Regions from separate parts of the Sus scrofa genome. Here region 2 is linked to region 1. The links are chromatin contacts, called in public HiChIP or PLAC-seq maps. All regions are on one chromosome and are shown on one strand. The core of a region is the stretch at or near the end of the contact, and the rest is flanking DNA. Distances in the headings are between cores, read along the strand shown.

Region 1 (2,692 bases), core at 62-2,561:
CCTAGTTCGGTGGGTTAAGGATCCGGCGTTGCTGTGGCTGTGGTGTAGGCCAGCAGTTACATCTCTGATTGGACCCCTAGCGTGGGAACTTTCATATGCCTCGGCTGGGGCCCTAAAAAGCAAAAAAAAGAAAGAAAGAAAAAAAAAAAAAGACCCACGATACAGATGGCCTACAGGCACATGAAAAGATGCTCAACATCACTAATTATTAGAGAAATGCAAATCAAAGCCACAATAAGGTAGCACTTCACACCAATCAGAATGGCCAACATTAAAAAGTCCACAAAAACAAATGCTGGAGAGGATGTGGAGAAAAGGCAACCCTCCTACGCTGTTGGTAGGAATGAAAACTGGTGCAGCCACTACGGGAAAGAGTATGGAGGTTCCTTAAAAAACTAAAAATATGAGTTTCTCAAGAAGTTACCCTAGGAAAAAAGTAATAAATGCACACAAGTCGTTGCTAACATTCACTGAGCACTCTTCTCCAGTGTCAGGCACTATGCTCCAGGCACCTGACATGAATGATCTCGTTTTAACACACACACACACGGAGACAAACTCAGAAGGCTGGTACTGTTTCTATCCTCATTAAGGAGATGGAAAACGAAGTCTGAGGGTGTAAGTTACTCAAGCTTGGCATAGCCAACTCGGGATTGAAACCTCGGCTCCTAACCACCGCTCTGGACTAAAACTCAGTGTAGTGTTTGGACCAGAACATCGAGTTGATGTGCAGATCTAAAATATTAAGCCTAAGCGACAGACGCGTTAGGTGGGGGAGGGGGCAAAATCGCCTGGACGCGCGGTAGAAAATAGGGCACATCAGCCCAGGAGAAGGGCACTGACTCACATTAAACAGTTTGGCCGCCAAATTGAACTGACAGGCATCAACCACCCACAAAGTTCAAAGGAATCTCATCACCCCACCACTGAGCCACCTCTCCGAGTCGCAGGGGCCCGCAAAGGGAGGATCCCAGCGTCAACAACCCCGGCACCCAACCCTCAAGCTCACCCAGGCCCCCGGGCTGCCTCGCCCCGGGCCCGCGCCGCGCCACCGCCGTTCCCCGTGGACGCCGGGCCCCTCGCGGCCTCACGCCCCGGCGCTGCGGCCTAGGCTGGCGCAGCCCAGCAGGGCCCAAGATCGACCGGCTCCCCGACCCAAGGGCCAGCACTGACCGTTGTATGACTTCCCTTCGTCCGCCATGGCGCAGCGAGCAGGGGCGGGCTCTGTCGCGGCCCGCGACACCGGCAAACGTCCGAACGCCCAGGCTCTCCCGGCTGAAGTGCTCCTACGCCGGATGCCGCCGCATTTATGCGGCCAGCGCGTCGCGCGCAGCCGACGTCCCACGGTGATGGGCGGAACCACTGGGAGACGCGCGTGCGCATTCGACGAGCGGACTAGCCGGGGGCGGGACTTGGCGTTGCACGCCCCGCCCAGGACCTGAGCTTGGGAAGCCGAGTTACCGCGGGTTCGCCGGCCCCCTGCTTTCATCCACCCCGCCGCTAGTAGCTCTCTGCTGGAGCACCTCCAGGGTCAGCGGTGAAGCGGAGAGGTGGCTACTGCAGCCCAGGATTCCGAGAGGAACAGGGAAGAGGGGCTACAGGAAGGGCTTCCGAGGAGTGGGAGACCAGGCCCTTAGGAGCGGGAGTGACCGCACATAGACACCTAGAAGGATCCAGCCAGGGCAAGTCTCAGCTCAGCCCTTTGACACTTGCAGATCTAGGCCTCGGTCTCCTCGCCTATAAAATGAAATAGAAAACTAACGGTAAACTCCTAGAGAGCAGGGGCTTGATTAATTCACGGCTTTTTCTCTCCGGCACCTGACTGGATACCATACTTAGCACGCACGCAGCAGGAACCCAACATATATTTGTGAAATAACTACTGATCTATGCATTCCCTCCGAGAGAGTTGCAATCAAAGGAGAGAAAAACGGCATTTGCCAGGCTTTGGCTGTCTTCACAAACCAACCCACCCACCAACCCACCGGGATGTGCTATGCTAAACCCACGTCTTGTGTCAACTGGGCAGTGAGGAGGCCAGCCTGACCACACGCTGAACACAGGCCAAAGGGAGAGGAAATATTAAAATGCCATGGCTAGGAAAGACCTGGGCTCTCCTGGACCCCTCAAAGTACTGGGGCCAGCACAGTGTATAGTGACTGTTGTCTCTACAGCTTGAGCTTCCTTTCGGGTGTGTGAAGTGGGGGAACTCCAGTGATGCAGGATGATGTGGTTCTGGGTCCTGGTCAGGACTAGAAAGCATATTAACCTCCCTGGAGGGTGGGTGTTCCAGGCAGGTCACTCCTTCATTCTTCTGACTGGCTTGGATGTGGTGAGGGGCTTCAAGGGGACCAAGAGCCTCAGCTGGAGCTGGGAACGGATTCTTCATGTCACCTTCACTCCTAGCAGCAGGCAGGGCTCCTACTTCATCCAGCGCAAGTAAGTTTGGGGCCAAATGGTTGGAGCATGCAGATGAGACAGGTCCAAATACTTCTGGAGATGGTCCTGGAAGTTGCCGTCAATCAGGGACCCAGGCTGGGATCCTGTTACGGGCCTCTGAAGGGAAGTTTCCATGCTAACTAAGTGCTGCTACACCTGGAAACCCCCTGCGGGAGGCAGCTGTGTGCACAGAGTGAGTGAGCCTGGCCCGTCAGGGCCATCAGCCCAACCCTTTTAGTTATGATGCTGGGCA
Region 2 (2,692 bases), core at 140-2,639, 38 kb after region 1:
CTCTGGGCTATGGTAACAATCTCCAACTGCTGTCTCTCCAACCCATCCTCCATAATCCTGCAGGGCTCACAGCTCTGACCACCACACTTCCTACTCAAAAACCATAACTCCCCACCACATACAGAAGTGCAAATCTCTCAGCCTGGCACTTAAAACCCTTTTTTTTTACCTTTAATCCCAACCTACCTTGCCCATCTCATATTAAAATGCTTCTCGGCTTCAATCCCCAAACGCTATTTATTTCTCTTTCCCATGATGTATCCTGTAGCCTGACACCAGTCCTTACCTCTGCTCGGGCAGTAGCCTCTTTCTAGAGTGCCCTTACCCGCTTCTCCATCTGTCAAAGTTCTACCCATCATTCCAGACCCAGTTCAAAGATCTCACCCCACAGCGCCTTCTAGATCTCACTTGTCAGAATTAACATCACCAAAACTACACAGCCTGTTCATAGCCCGTCCATCTTCCGAAGAAAGCTAAGCCTGTAACTTATCACTTTCCTATCCTTTACTGTGGGAGCTTTACCGATTTGGTGGTTGGTAGCCCCCATCTAAAAACACACTCTAGGTGATATAAGACACAAATGAGAACATACTCTAAACTATTAAATGACTTGCTCAGGGTCACCTAAAAAGTCATGGACCCAAAAGAACAACCCTTGAGGATGCAGACTCTAGGAAGGCAGGTACTGTGTCCAGTTTACCTGCAGCCCTTGAATTTCGTCCAATGCCTGTAATCCAGTAGGTATTCAATAAATGCTTATTATAGAAATGAAGGAACGAAGGCAGGACAAATGTCCCTGTCACACAGATCAGGCTCCTGTCACCTAAGACTTGATCCCCATTGATCGACCGTCGTGCGGGAGCTTCAACTATCTGCCTATACCTGAGCATACGGCAAGGGTCTCGGTCTTACCCGTCAACCTGGGCGAGGCCTCGGAAGGTGCCCTCGCCTCCGGGGCAGTGCCTCTGGCCCTGGAACCTGCCCTCCTCGGTGCTGAAGAGCTTCACTGTCCTATCGGCACAGCCGACTAGGATCTGCAGGCAGAGAGAGCAGGGCAGGATGGCAAGAGGAGCGAGGCTGCCACGCCTCAGCATCCCCCCTGCTCCAGCACAGTTAGAGGTCGCTCACCTGGGTCTCGCCGCCCGCGCCCCAGCACAGGGCGCTCACCGCCTCCTCGCGCTGCGGCTGTCCCGCCGCCGTGTAGTTTACCGCTTGTTTGCGCTGAAGGTTCACCCCTGCGGTCCGGGGACGTCAGTTACGCCGGGGTCGCGAACGCATGACCCCCGCGGTTCCAGACGCCCAGGCCCATCACTCACCTTTCAGGATGCCGGTGTCGGTGCCGACCCACACATGATTCCACCGCGCCTCGGCAGCCGCCATAACGGAGATCCGGATCCGGCTCGCACTTCCGGCGCAGCATTTGCGTCACCAGCACGCGGCAGGTCGGATCCGGATAAAGGCCATTTCTGGGAGCGTAGAGAGCAGGAAATGTAAAAATTCCCCCACTGCGCCAGCTGGTTTTGCTTTTAAGAAATGAAATCTAGGAGTTCCCGTCGTGGCTCAGCGGTTAACGAATCCGACTAGGAACCCTGAGGTTGGCGGTTTGATCCCTGGCCTTGCTCAGTGGGGTAAAGATGTGGCGTTGCCGTGAGCTGTCGCAGAGGCGGCTCGGACCCCACCTTGCTGAGGCTGTGGCGTAGGCCAGCGCCTGTAGCTCCGATTGGACCCCTAGCCTGGGAACCTCCATATGCCGCGGGTGCAGCCCTAAAAAGCAAAACAAGAAAGAAAACATATATCAGGAATGATTCAAGTCGCTCATATGAGGCACATCAACCTTGAGTATAAAAAGGACGAATTCTGGGAAAATAAAACCGACTTTTTTTTTTTTTTTTTTCCCCAGATCCCATGTGGGATCTGAGGCAAGCCTGCGACGTACGCCACAGCGCAGGGCAACCCAGATCCTTAATCCACTGAGCGAGGCCAGGGATCGAACCTGCGTCCTCAGGGGTGCTAGTCAGATTCGTTTCTGCTGAACCAGGACGGAGAACTCCAAAAGTGACAATCTTTTTTTTTTTTTTTTTTGTCTTTTCTAGGGCCGCACACGCGGAATATGGAGGTTCCCAGGATAGGGGTCTAAAAGGAGCTGTAGCCGCCGGCCTACACCACAGCCACAGCAACTCGGGATCCGAGCCTCGTCTGCGACCTATACCATAGGTCACGGCAACGCCTGATCGTTAGCCACGACGGGAATTCCCAAAACTAACAATCTTTAAGCAGAACTCTGTTTTGGAAAGTGGAGGTAAGGGCTTAGTTTTTATTTCCTCACATTGAGGTTTGGGGATGGTAAAAAATTAGTACCAACTGAGAGTAAAAATCTGCAAATCTAACAGAAAAAAAAATCTTTCTCCCAAGGGATAAGCTGCAACTTTAAAATGTCATAACGTCCCCCTTTCTTGAATGACTGAGACATTTTCTCTGAAATCAGAGACTCTCAACTATTAGAGGAGTTCCCATCATGGCTCAGTGGTTAACGAATCCGACTAGGAACCATGAGGTTGCGGGTTCGATCCCTGGCCTTGCTCTGTGGGTTAACGATCTGGCATTGCCCTGAGCTGTGGTATAGGTCGCAGAGACGGCTGGGATCCGGCATTGCTTTGGCTGCGGTGTAGGCCGGCGGTTACAGCTCCGATTG

The links. HiChIP or PLAC-seq counts read pairs in DNA pulled down with a chosen protein or histone mark.
Region 2: a contact with region 1 is called in an H3K27ac HiChIP or PLAC-seq map of alveolar macrophages. The contact joins the promoter of WDR74 here to the promoter of NXF1 in region 1. A contact is called at or near these places in 1 of 5 promoter capture datasets (liver), 9 of 47 Hi-C or Micro-C datasets (differentiating spermatogonia, embryonic fibroblasts, epiblast stem cells and 5 more) and 2 of 2 datasets of contacts at active chromatin or transcription factors (alveolar macrophages and skeletal muscle).

Annotation. Positions count from the first base shown.
Region 1 is chr2:8,968,577-8,971,268 of Sscrofa11.1, reverse strand. NXF1 (nuclear RNA export factor 1) reads right to left here and starts at 1,311. Exons shown (of 21, transcript NM_001243350.1): 1 at 1,174-1,311. The coding sequence starts at 1,201.
Region 2 is chr2:8,930,227-8,932,918 of Sscrofa11.1, reverse strand. WDR74 (WD repeat domain 74) reads right to left here and starts at 1,389. Exons shown (of 11, transcript NM_001243395.1): 1 at 1,317-1,389; 2 at 1,129-1,235; 3 at 913-1,034. The coding sequence starts at 1,380.